2 separate regions of the Capra hircus genome follow, and region 2 is linked to region 1. The links are chromatin contacts, called in public Hi-C maps. All regions are on one chromosome and are shown on one strand. The core of a region is the stretch at or near the end of the contact, and the rest is flanking DNA. Distances in the headings are between cores, read along the strand shown.

Evidence for each region. Hi-C and Micro-C count contacts between places; a contact is called where the count stands out from the background.
Region 2: a Hi-C map of blood shows a contact between it and region 1, with 2.5 times the contacts expected there. The contact joins the enhancer-like site here to the promoter of LGI4 in region 1. A contact is called at or near these places in 2 of 5 Hi-C or Micro-C datasets (both in blood).

Annotation. Positions count from the first base shown.
Region 1 is chr18:46,685,832-46,693,093 of ARS1.2, reverse strand. LGI4 (leucine-rich repeat LGI family member 4) reads left to right here and starts at 3,660. Exons shown (of 9, transcript XM_018063356.1): 1 at 3,660-3,952; 2 at 5,995-6,054; 3 at 6,460-6,531; 4 at 6,787-6,858. The coding sequence starts at 6,822. FXYD1 (phospholemman) reads right to left here and starts at 3,109. Exons shown (of 7, transcript XM_018063399.1): 1 at 2,982-3,109; 2 at 269-333. The coding sequence starts at 329.
Region 2 is chr18:46,747,983-46,754,475 of ARS1.2, reverse strand. No RefSeq gene overlaps it. Among named protein-coding and RNA genes, the nearest start is that of LSR, 42 kb to the left of the region's middle. Within about 2 kb of position 3,380, at least 2 of the 5 cell types and tissues checked have an H3K27ac peak or open chromatin away from gene starts, as enhancers often do.

The DNA.
Region 1 (7,262 bases), core at 2,411-4,910:
CTGACTGCCTCAGCTCTCCATCTCATTCCAGGTTGTCTATGATTCCATCGTTCATGGGAAGCCGGCCTCCATCCCACCCTCCCCCTTTGCCCGACCTGGGGCATCCTCTCCCCTCCCCCAGATACCAGTCTGTGACTAGACCCCACGTGAGACCCCACTGAGACTCAGTTCAGACTGGAGGCTCTAGCTTGGTTCTCTTGCAGAATTTTCCCCTACCCTTGCCACCCCTGTGGCTGAGGTGGTAGTGGGCTGCCTCCCCCAGACTCACCTGCGTTGACCATGGCAAGGAGACCCACACAAAGAACCAAGATGTGGCTGAGAGATGCCATTGTCCTGGGGAATACCAAAGGTCAGGAAATGCGTGCTCTCATTCTCCCACCACTGGGGCCTGAACCCAAGCGGTTAAGTCAGAGACAGTCCAGGGACTTAATTCCAAAAGCATCTATCATCCGGCTTGGTCACCCTGAGAAACAGAGGCACCCCCTGCCTCACCAGGACACAGCGTCACCAAAACAACCCACACAAAGGGGGTCACCCAGCAGCAAGGGCAGGGGTGAGGCCCACACAGTCCACAAGGATCTCCCGCAGGCCGGGGCCTCCCCCACTGCAGGCCCTGGGTTCCCAGCACCTACCCTGGCAGGGGAGAGCAGATGCCTCACCCCACCCAGGTGGAGAGACAGACACTGCCAGGGATGAGACAGCCAGGAAACGCCCAAGGGCCACCTGCCCGCACACCACGGCCTCGCTGTGTCCGTAATAGCCCGGCTCTCCTGCCCTCGGCCGCTGGCCCGCTCTCTGCCTGACCCTGGGTATAAATATCTCCCACTTCACCCTGGAGGAATTTGCCTCGCACAGGCCACCATGGCAACAGCCTTCCTCCCCCCACTTGGGGGTCATGCACAACCCTGCCCGGGTGAGGCCGGGCTGCCACACTGCCACCAGCTGCCCCCGTGGGAAAGGCCACCCCTTCTCCTCTTCTGGAAGCAATGAGAACAGGGAAAACATCCCCTGGCCTGCCTCTGGGTGACATCTTTCACCAGCGGACAGCACCAGGCAAGTGACATGAGGCTCAGGCTGGTGGGACTGAGATAGAAGACAGATGCCAGGGGTGGGGACGATGCACGCATGCGCAATGCATACAGACACACAGTGGGGCTGCAATGGGGACGGCGCCCGCTCCCCAAACTTCTGGTTGGAGCAAGGCATGGGGTGGAGACACAGGCACACATATTAGTCCCCATCTGGGCCTCCGGTGCCCTCAGTGAGGCAACCGACCTACACACGAGTATGCGAAACCCACACCCAGCCAGTGTGCACGCACCACAGCAGAGGCAGGGCGGAGCTGCACCCACACTTCCACCCCAACGTCCCAACCACACTCCCTTCCTCTTGGGTCTGGCTTGCCTGGGAAGCGGCTCCTGCTCCCAAAATAGGCGGCCCAGCCAGGCCAGGGGTGAGGCCCTGGAGGGGAGGGGCGGGGGACGCTCACCCCAGTCAGACTGTCCCCTGCCGAAAGAAGGCCCCCAAACGTCCGGCTGTGCCCCGGGGCCGAGCACTTTGGACCCCCTGGCCCAGAGCTGGCCGCGCTGCCCTCAGCGGTCTCCCCTCCCAGCCCCACCCCACCCCTACCCTCCCCAACCCGAGGCTGTAACTGGAGCCGGGCTGGAGGGGGGCCAGGGGGCGGCCCCCAGCCCAGACCGCCCTGGCCCGCTAGGTTAACTCTCTCAGCTCGGAAGGAGGAACAGTAGGCAGTCAGCGATGGGGAAAGCTGGGGAGAGGAGGTGCTGGCAGGCAGGCTGGATTACAGGCAGGCATGCACACACACACACACACACACGCACACACACACACACACGCACACACACACACACACACCAGCCTCACAAACTGCTCAGAGAGCTTCTGAGCTAGGGTGAGAGGGGGTGTCAATGATTTTCTGTGCTGCACCCTAGGAACTGGGCCCAGCCTGGGCTTAAGGTCACATGGCCTAAGAGCTTAGGAGTCCACTGACCCTTGACCCCGGTGCCCTCCAAGGCCCTCATCAGCACCACAGGGCTGTCTGAGGGGCATTTCAGTGTGTGAGTAAGTTGTCTGCTGCTGACTATGAGGACTCACATGGGTACACACACACACACACACACACACACACACACACACACACATACACACAGAAACCCAAAGACCCAGATAAACAGGCACAAAACAAGACAAATACATGCATGTACATAAATACAAACTCAGAATTACACACCCAGGGAGAAGCCCAAAGACACATACACACACCAGCACTTCTTACACCAGTCACAAAACATCAGGACAGACACATCTGTATACACACACAACACATACATATGCACCAAGCTGGTGCCCGTATGGAGACACAATCAAAGACCCAGCTGGACACAGAGCTTTAAGCACACTTACAAATGGTCCCAAAGATAACACACTGTCCGTACAGAAATACACCAATGCGCACGCACTTGAATACCTTCAAAGCCACATTACAGCTTCTGAGCTAGGGTGAGAGGGTGGGTGCCAATTATTTTCTGCACTGCTTCCTAGGAACTGGGCCCAGCCTGGGCTTAAGGTCACCGGGCTTAAGGTCAGCACTCCTACACAATCTCAGGCATGTGAAGGCACACAAACTGCGTCCATTTGTACACACACACACACACACACACACACACACATATTTATGTGGGTTCACAGAGAAGCAGAAACAGTCAAGGACACAGCCATACAAGCAGCCACGCTGTGGTTTCATAACCATAAAAACAGACACACACACACAGATGCTTGTGTTCACATCCTCACACATGGGCAAACAGGCACACTGCTGGCCACACAGTGACATGTACAGACTGACACACTGTGGTCACACACTCGGAGACAGCACCAAACCTGTGTTGATCTGTTTAGCCCCAAAGCACCCTGTCCCTGAGATCCTGTGGCCCCCCAGGCCCCCGTGGAGGACAGCGCACCTGGCATCCTCATGGGTGGGCTGGGCTCACAGGCTCTGGTGACCAAGAAATCGGGGATCAGCTCTGGACGCTGCCATTCCCTGTGGAGTGAGAGCTCGAGCAGCCCAAGAGACTACTCCGTGCCTCGGTTTCCTATCCTACAAAAAGGAGACGTCACTAAGGCCACACGTATCACTCCGGGCCGGGCTCAGAGGTCTTTGAACCCAACCTTGTCTTATTATTAACCCCATTTTAGAGATCTGCAAACCAAGGAAGTGTTAGCAAAGTGGAGATCCTTCTCCTAAGGTCCCTCTGGTGGTTAAGGGTAGAAATTGCCCCTGCCTGAAAGAGACCTGGGCTCAGGTACCTCGCTCTGCAGGATGCAGATCAGCGGCAGGTAGATGTACTCACACTCAGGCACAAGTGGCCCTCACACACACACAAATACACACATGCATACATGCACGCATGTGCACATGGCCTCACAGGACCCTGGCAGCTTCAAAAAGCTCCCTCATCCCCATCTGTCTGAGCCTCTGACCTCGATGGCCCTGTACTCCAGGGTCACCAGCAGTCCTGGTTAATGATAACCCTAATGTGTGTGTAGCCTTGGGGAGGGGTGGTAAGGAGTCGGGGGACAGGAGGGAGGGGACACCTGGCTAGCTTTAGCCAGTGCGCCGTTTTCCTCCCCTTCAGAACCCACTGCTCCAAAGAGGACAGGCCCTGCCACCTTCTAGCTGGCGATGTACCAATGACTTAACTTCCTGTGGCTCAGTTTCTTCTTCTGTAAAATGAAAATAAAAAGTGTATTCGACTCAGAGGGAGGTCCGGATGATGATCTGAAATGACCCATGGAAAACATTTAGAACACAGTTAAGTCTGGCACACAGTAAGTGATCCAAAAAAGAAAAAAAAAAAGCTCTCACCATCATCATCCTTGTGATTCTTCTCATCGTAAACAGGAGTAAGAACCCAGCTGTGCTGAGAACTCAGTGAGTATGGATTTAAGCCTGTCTGTCTTTACTCTGTGTCCCTGGCCCTAAGTTCTTTATTTAGCTTTTCATAGACCCTGTAAAGAAGTTTCTCATCCTTGTTTTACATCTGAAGTACCAGAGATTTGAAGGGCCTTGCTCAAATCACAGAGCTCCTTGGGTGCTGGATAAGCACTTGGTCCAAAATTCACCCCAACCTGTTGGGTACCCACTTTGCTCTAAACCCTCTCTATCCTCTCCCTGAATTCTCTACACATCTGAGAAGTGGGTGCCACAATTGCCCCATTTGACAGATGGGCAAACTAAGGATTAGGGACCCAGATCTGAGTGGCCCTGCCAGAGCAGATGCTGCTAAGCCCCTTGTCCTCCAAGGGTTCTCGGTGTGTGTAGCAGTGCCAACAGAGGCTGTGTTCTCCTCATGCCTTAGTTTTCCCATCTGTAAAGTGGGAGTTAGTAATACTACCCACCTCACGGGCTGTTGGCAGGAGGGGGGTGGGTGGGTGGAGAGCCGAGTAAATTCGTGTCAAGACTGATGCACAGCAAGCTCTCACTGAGCATTATTACTGCTATTTCACATTGACTGTTGAGTAACAAGGGTCATTTATTTCCTTTTGTTATTTAATGGATAGAATCTATCCAGACTGCTAAAAAGCTTGGTCCAAAATGAAAGCAGCCAATATCCATAGGTTCTGACCTCCAAAGGAAGAGAAGCCATGGAGCCGGCTGCCTGGGCTTGCTCCCTGGTTTTGCCCCAGTTATATAACCTAGATCGCAAATGACTGGACCCCTTTCCTCAGTATTTCCTTCTGTAAAATAGCCGTATGATCGTCCCAGACTCAGAGGGTTGTAGTGAGGCAGCATGAGCTAACAGATGAACTGGTAGGACAGGGCGTGGTACAGAGTCAATATTAAAGAAAGGGGTGGCATTCTCATTCTTTTTTTCCTCGGTTTGACTCCCTACCCCTAGTGGGTGGTGGGCACTCAAGGAGTTAACTTCAGGAGGGGCAAGAGAGGTTGTGGGTTTGGAGCAGGGTGGCTGTCCTGCTGAGCATTGCCACCAGAGGGAGCAGCTGGACCTGAGCTGGTCCCTTGAAGCCTCGGGGCCAGTGCCCACCACACCCTCCTGGAGCCAGGGGAGGGGGCTGGATGGGAGTGGCCTGGACGGCTCCAGCCCCTAGTGGTCTCTCCTTCCACGCCCCCTCCTGCCGACAGAGCCATCTGGTCCCCACCCTGGTGACATCCTTCTCACCCTCCGTGAGTGGAGTGGAGTTGGGTGTCTGGGGAGGGGGCTGGCTGGGAGGAGCCAGGGCAGCTCAGCCCCCAGTAGCCCCTCCCCTCCCTTGGGGCCCTCTGGCCCCTTCCCCAGGGGCTGCTCTTCCTATGGCCTCTGACCCCCGCCTCCTTTCCCTGCTTTGCCTTGAGCGCCCGGTGCCCAGAGAGTCCCTTTCCCAAACCTCCCGGGAGAAGGGACGTGGGAGGAGGGGAAGAAACTTCCAGGGAGCTGGAAGGGTTGGGGGGGTGGGGGGGCAGAGGGACAGAAATAAAGACATCAGACAGACACACACACACACACACACACACACAGAAGGAGAGGCCAACAGACAGACAGAGACAGAGAAAAAGAGAAAGAGAAAGACAACTCAGATAGAGAGACAGAGATAGAGAGTGGGAACCAGACTAACAGAGTCAGAAATACAGAAAAGGAGAGAGACACAAAAACAGGGAAAAAGACATAAGCAGAAATTTAGACACTGAAGACATAGAGGAAGAAAGACAGGCTGAAGAGAGACTGAGAGGAGAGAGAAGCCGGGGCAGGGCGTGCCAGCTGGCGGCATGGAGGGTCGCCTGGCATGGGAGATGTAGTGGCCAAGACCTGGGCCGAGCTGGGAGGGCAGAGAAAAGCTGCTGCCTCGGCGGGGGTCAGGGGGCATGGGAGGGGCGGGAGTTCTGCTACTGCTGCTGCTGGCTGGGCTGGGGGTGGGGGAGGCCTGGAGACCCCCAAAGGGAAAGTGTCCTCTGAGTTGCTCCTGCTCCAAAGACAGTGCTCTGTGTGAGGGCTCCGTGGACCTGCCCGAGATCCTCTCCCCGACCCTGCTGTCGCTGTGAGTGTCAGCCCTCTGGGGGCCTGAGGCTGGGGATGGGAGTCCTGGGACCCTGGGGGCTGGAGGGCCTGTCAGGATCTTGGGAGGGGGCAGCAAAGGATGTTGGGAGTCCTGGGAGGGGGCTACTGGGATCTGAAAGGGAGCAGGGGTGGGGATGGGAATTCCAGAGGGCAGGGGCATCTTGGGGGGGGGGCCTCGGGGAGGGAGAACCATGGCGTGTGCAGAGTGCTGCCAGGATCCTTGCCAAGCGAGGAGGGCAATTGCCCGTCTCCCCTGGAATGCAGGGGAAATACACACACCCAGGATCAGGTTCCCTCCTGCCCCCCTCGGACAGGAGCCGGCTCTGGGATGGGAGTGGCGCACTGGAGCGGTTTTCTCCTCACCCACCATTGCGCACGTCCCCAGCTCATTCGTTAGGACCCGAATCACCCAGCTGAAGGCCGGCAGTTTCCTGAGGGTGCCGTCACTGCACCTGCTGTGAGTGGGGTCCGGCTGAGCGAAGGCCACCCGAGGGAGGGGCTGTCCACGCACGTGCACGTGGGGGGCGGGGCGAGCGTGCACACTTGCCTGTTTGTGCATGTCTGTGGAAGTGTCTGTGTGGTCCGCACCCTCACACTGCATGCCCGTGTGTGTGACCACGCCCACGTGGGCCGGGGTTGGGGGCAGCCGAGGCTAACATGTCAGGTGGGGCGCAGGGACTCTGGAAAAATTGCTCTCTTACCTCCTTGCCAGCCTCTTCACATCCAACTCCTTCTCCGTGATTGAGGATGATGCGTTTGCGGGCCTATCCCACCTGCAGTACCTGTGAGTGAGGCTAGGAGGGGCGGGGCAGGAATGGGGGCCTGGGAGAGGAAGGAGGCGCCCCTCCACGGCTCCTAGAGTGGGGGGAAAGGAGGAGCTTGTTGCCCTAGAGAGAAGTGTCTGGAGGGGCAAGACAGCCGGCCTCTTGAGTGGGGTTGGGGCTCCTGCTCAGCTGTGTAATCTCAGCCTGCCCCCACGGCCCTCTCTGTTTCAGGATGCACGAAGTCCTGGGTAACCCATGATTGTTTCTGGTCCTACCTGACTTTCAGGAGACCAGGGAGGGTACAAAGAGGCAAGAGATAAGGAAATGTTCCCAATTAAGAGGCAGCGACTCTGAGTTAGTTGGTGAGGGTGGTACTGGTGGCGGTGGTGGTGTTGACGGCACGACGCCAGCAGTAGTGTTGGCG
Region 2 (6,493 bases), core at 2,131-4,630, 62 kb before region 1:
TAGAACAGATTTAGCTCTAACAGAAATCCAAGCAAAGTTGTTTAAGCCAAGAAGGAATTTATTGGTTCTATGTGAAGTCAAGTGGGCCTTAGGAAGTGTCACTACGAACAAAGCTAATGGAGGCGATGGAATTCCACTTAAGCTGTTTCAAATCCTGAAAGATGATGCTGTGAAAGTGCTGAACTCAATATGCCAGCAAATTTGGAAAACTCAGCAGTGGCCACAGGACTGGAAAAGGTCAGTTTTCATTGCAATCCCAAAGAAAAGCAATGCCAAAGAATGCTCAAACTGCCGCACAATTGCACTCATCTCACATGCTAGTAAAGTAATGCTCAAAATTCTCTAAGCCAGGCTTCAGCAATACATGAAGCGTGAACTTCCAGATGTTCAAGCTGGTTTTAGAAAAAGCAGAGGAACCAGAGATCAAATTGCCAACATCTGCTGGATCATGGAAAAAGCAAGAGAGTTCCAGAAAAACATCTATTTCTGCTTTATGGACTATGCCAAAGCCTTTGACTATGTGGATCACAATAAACTGCGGAAAATTCTGAAAGAGATGGGAATATCAGACCACCTGACCTGCCTCTTGAGAAATCTGTATGCAGGTCAGGAAGCAACAGTTAGAACTGGACATGGAACAACAGATTGGTTCCAAATAGGAAAAGGAGTATGTCAAGGTTGTATATTGTCGCCCTGCTTATTTAACTTCTATGCAGAGTACATCATGAGAAACGCTGGGCTGGAAGAAGCACAAGCTGGAATCAAGATTTCCAGGAGAAATATCAATAACCTCAGATATGCAGATGACACCACTCTTATGGCAGAAAGTGAAGAAGAACTAAAGAGCCTCTTGATGAAAATGAAAGAGGAGAATGAAAAGTTGGTTTAAAGCTCAACATTCAGAAAACTAAGATCATGGCATCTGGTCCCATCACTTCATGGTAAATAGACGGGAAAACAGCGGAAACAGTAGCTGACTTTATTTTCTTGGGCTCCAAAATCACTGCAGATGGTGACTGCAGCCATGAAATTTAAAAATGCCTACTCTTTGGAAGGAAAGTTATGACCAACCTAGATAGCATATTAAAAAGCAGAGACATTTCTTTGCCAACAAAGGTCCATCTAGTCAAGGCTATGGTTTTTCCTGTGGCCATGTATGGATGTGAGAGTTGGACTGTGAAGAAAGCTGAGCGCAGAAGAATTGATGCTTTTGAACTGTGGTGTTGGAGAAGACTCTTGAGAGTCTGTTGGACTGCAAGGAGATCCAACCTGTCCATTCTAAGGGAGATCAGTCCTGGGTGTTCATTTGGAAGGACTGAAGCTGAAACTCCAATATTTTGGCCACCTGATGTGAAGAGCTGACTCATTTGAAAAGCCCCCGATGCTGGGAAAGATTGAAGGCAGGAGGAGAAGGGGACAACAGAGGATGAGATGGTTAGATGGCATCACCGACTTAATGGACATGAGTTTGAGTAAATTCCAGGTGTTGGTGGTGGACAGGGAGGCCTGGCGTGCTACAGTTCATGAGGTTGCAAAGAGTTGGACACAACTGAGCAACTGAACTGAACTGAACTGGAATCAAGAAGTCCAGGGGCAGGTCTTGCTTCAGGCACAGTTAGATCCAGGTGCTCCAAAAATGTTCTCCAGTATCACCTTCCTTCATCTCTCTATTCTACCCTTTTATTGTGTTGCCTTAATCCTCAAGCAATGCTTCCTTAGAAGAGATGAGGGCTGCTCCAGGATCATATCACAGCAGCTCAGCCACCCCGATGGGAAGAGAGCAGACCTCCAGTAACAACGGCAACAATGGAGCTCTCACTGTGTGCCAGACAGCGTTCTAAGAACTTGGCAAGTTTAATTTATCACTCCTCACCATACTCTAAAGGCATAATCATCGTCCCCATTTTATAGATGAGGGAACTGAGGCACAGAGAGGTTAAGATCCATATCTAAGGGTACATAGGGGAGCTTCCGTGGTGGCTCAGTGGTAAAGAATCCGCCCACCAATGCAGGAGACATGGGTTTGATCCCTGATCTGGTACGATTCCACATGTGGTGGAGTGACTAAACTTGTGCACCACAACTGTTGAGGCTGTGCTCTAGAACCCTGGAGCCACAACCACTGAGCCTGTGTGTCCTCGGGCCTGGGCTCTGCAATGAAAGAAGCCGCTGCAGTGAGAAGCTCACGCACTGCAATAGAGCAGGCCCCATTTGCTGCAAATAGAGAAAAGCCAAGCAGCAACAAAGACCAGCCCTGCCTGAAATAAATAATAATGGTAAAGGTAACAGGTAATACACAGGTAATAAATGCTGGGGCTGGGAGTTGAACCCAGCCAGGTTGGCGCCAAAGGTTTTGCTCTTAATGACTTACCTAGTCTGGTGAAAAAAAAAAAAAAAGGGAAAGTGTTAGTCATTCAGTCTTGCCTGACTCTTAGGACCCCATGGACTATAACCCGCCAGGCTCCTCTTCCATGGGATTCTCCAGGCAAGAACACTGCAGTGGGTTGCCATTTCCTTCTCCAGGGGAATCTTCCCAACCCAGGAATTGAACCCAAGTCTCCTGCATTGCAGGCAGATTCTTTACCGATTGAGTTAGTCTGGTGGGAAATAGCCAACCCTATTCACAGCAGATACTCTGACACTAGGGCTGCCCAGGTGGCGCTAGCGGTAAAGAACCTGCCTGCCAATGCAGGTACACATAAGAGACGTGGGTTCAATCCCTGGTTGGGAAGATTCCCTGGAGGAGGGCACAGCAAGCCACTCCAGTAGTCTTGCCTGGAGAGTGCCTTGGACAGAGGAGCCTGACGTGCTACAGTCCATAGGGTCGCATAGAGCTGGACACGACTGAAGTGACTTAGCACACATGCACTCTGACACTGTCTGGAACATCAGAATATGATAATAATAATAATAATATCCATTTAACCCTTCCAGCAACCATATGGAGTAGGCACTGTTATTATCTCCATTTTACAGATGGGGAAATTGAGGCAATGAAAAGATAGGCGATGAGTGTTAGGTCACATGTGGGGCAAAATGAGACTTGAATCCAGAGATGGGTTCAGAATCTCTATCTGCTGCCTTTAGGGTCCCACTCTAGAGCCAGGGGAGAGCTCAGCCTTTGAGAAGTTGATGCAGTGAAATGGAGGGAGGCCCTGGGACAGCCCAGCTCTCACCAGCCGCGTCCGCCCCTCCCTCCCCTCCCCTCCACCCGCCGCCTGGCACAGCCTTCCCAGAACCCGTTTGTGAACAGACTGACCTAATGCAGGCTGGGGCTGGACGGCTGAGTCCAGACAAACAGGCAGTGGCCTGGAGAGGCCGTGTGAGCTGGTGCCAAGGCGGGCATGGGGTGGGAGGGATAACACCTGGTGTGTCACAGGGCAGCTGGGGGTTGGACACCCGCTAGACCTCTGCAAAACAGCCCTTGCCCACCAACTGCCCCAGGAGGGAGGCTGGGCAGGATGCCAAGTCACATTTAATGCATTGATGAGAAACCGAGAGGTGACTATTTATACCCTTTCCATTTGCCTGCCAACTGAGAACTGGGTAAGCGTAGTAACATCCCACAAGCAGAACGCAGACGAGCCCACCCATCAGTTAACACAGACAGCTAGCGCGCCTTGCCACGTGGGCTCATCTGTTCTCATAACCACCTGGGGAAACCGAGGCACTCTCATTCCCCATAGCTGGGACAAGGCTGGGAGTAGAATCCAGGAGGACTCAGCCCATCCAACAAATCACCTGGGCTGCCTGGTCAGGACCCTGCCAAGAGTTCCTTTGAGGACAAAAGTCTTTTCTCAGTTTTTCGTGGGAATCTTTGAAACATTTTACCGCCTCCTACTGTCATCTTTCCTCACCCATCCCTTCCTCCCCACACTCTTTCTTCTCTTTGATATTAAAATGTTTGCCTCTTTCTTGTTTATGTCTTTTTATTAAGGCAATCATCATAACACAATAGGGAACATTAGAGAGGGATGGGATGCCCTCAGCCCTCCACAGATGGAGACTCACCCAGCCTCAGCCAACTCTCTAATAAATGCTATTGGTAGCCCCAAGGCTCATATCAGAGTAATCCTCCCACATCGATTAGAAGGCCAAGGTGGCTCCCCCAGGCTATGCCTCCTGATGCAGTTAGAACTGGCCACCCTCCTCGGGCTTCCCAGGTGGTGCTAGTGGTAAAGAATCTGCCTGCAATGCAGGAGACACAAGAGCTGTGAGTTCAATCCCCAGGTCAGGAAGATCCCCTGGAGAAGGAAATGGCAACCAACTCCAGTGTTCTCTCCTGGGAAATCCCATGGATACAGGAGCCTGGCGGGCCACAGTCCGTGGGGTCACAAAGAGTCAGACAAGACTCTTGTAACACAATACACACACACACCTTCCTGCCACTGATGCTCTCAGCACCCTGCCCAGACGATGATCTGGTCACTGTGGTTGAAATTAAAGCAAGGGCACCGGAAATGAATCAAGGAAGCGTCCACCTTTGGGGAAATCTGATGTTTGGTTTATTCTTACTCTGTAGTGATCTTTTGTGGCAAGAGGTTCACAGAGGCGTTCCCAGTGTGATGACTTTTTGAGGGACAGGTGTTGCTGCTCTGTGCCTCAGTTTCCCCCTTGTTGTTGGATCAAATGAATTGATACGTGTGTAGTGCCTAGAACAGTGTCTGGCCCAACATAGCTTTCATCAGTGTTTGTTGTGGTAGCTGCTGCTGCTGCTAAGTTGCTTGAGTTGTGTCTGACTCCGTGCGACCCCATAGACGGCAGCCCATCAGGCTCCTCCATCCATGGGATTTTCCAGGCAAGAGTCCTGGAGTGGGGTGCCATTGCTGATGCTGGTGTCATTCAATTCTGGCTTTGGAGAGCTTTAGGCAGGACACCAGTCAAAGCCCTATGGGCTTGCTCACGTGGACTGCTCCTGACCTCACGCTTCCAGGCTGAGTCATCCCTACTAGCAGACTGTCCAGCTTCCAGTGGGGGCCTCCAAAGCTCCATCATCAGCTCTCATGTTGTTCCCCCCTTTTCCCAGATACCATCGGTGGGGTGTGGACACTAACACGAATGAGAGGTACAATCGCTTGGGATCACAGAAGCGGAGGCTGCCAGGTTCAGAGATTCACGACTTCCGGTCTCATTTCCTGCCGGCCATGATGATGTTGCCACGGTCCCCACCCCCACCCCGTCTCCTCCTCACACCTCTTCCTCCCTCCAGAGGCAGTAGTCACAGGTTCTGCGGTTCCTCCTCTGTCACAGATTCCACATCTCTTAACAAGATGTTTCTGCCTCTGGTTTTTGACTCAGTGTTACCCACAAAGCCATTGTCTGTCGACTTCCTGCCCTTTAAGATGCGGATTCGATTTCCACCATCCTCTTCTGATATGAAGATACCACTCAGCCCCCCGGGGCCTAAGTTTCCGAATCCATAGCTGAGAATAACAACAGAACTTACCTCATGAGGGGCTTTCCTGGTAGCTCAGATGATAAAGAATCTTCCTGCCAATGCAGGAGACGCAGGTTCAATCCTTGGGTTGGGAAGATCCCCTGGAGAAGGGCATGGCAACCCACTCTAGTATTTTTAATGGGGAAATCCCATGCGCAGAGTAGCCTGCTGGGTTACAGTCCACGGGGTCACAAAAGAGTTGGACGGTACTTATCGACTAAACAACAACAACAACAAATCTCATAAGGTTGTTTGAGGAGTAAATGAACCCATCCATGTGATGTCCTTAGAACAGGGCCTTGGCTGCTGCTGTTGTTATAATCACCATCATCGTTTCTGGTTTCTCTGTTAGTTATTTTCATAACTCTCAACAAGAAAGATTTTTAGTTCTTACTTTTTCTCTTCCTCGGTCTGGAGACTGAGGGCCTGGTAGTCAAGGGGCATGGACAGTCATCAGCTGCTGAAGACAGTATCCTTGGGTGACATTGCAGCAGGAGAAAAGGGCAAGCTGACTGCCGCCGAGAAAGATCCAGAATTCTGCCTGGTCTGAGCCATGATTACTTTAGGTATCTGCCACAGTAGTGGAACCAGTTGCCTAGGCTTTTGCTTTTCCCTCAATATTTAGTTAGGAAAACTTTCAAATCAACAGAAAAGTTAAGCACAGTTTACCATAATATGCATATATCCATCATCTAGATTTTGCAATTGTTTACATTTTTCCATGTTTGCCTCATCAGATACCTGCCTTTGGGCTTTCCTGGTGGCTCAGACAGTAAAGAATCTGCCTGCAGTGCAGGAGACTGGGATTCAGTCCTTGGGTTGGGAAGATCTGCTGGAGAAGGGAATGGCTACCCATTCCAGTATTCTTGCCTGGAGAATTCCATGGACAAAGGAGCCTGGCAGGCTACAGTCCATGAGGTCGCAAAGAGTTGGACACGACTGAGTGCCTGAGCACGCACACATACCTGTCTTTCCCTTCATTCATTCATTGATCCGTATGGTTTATCTGCTGACTTTTGAAAATATGTGTTTATTTGGCTGTGCCAGGTCTTGGTT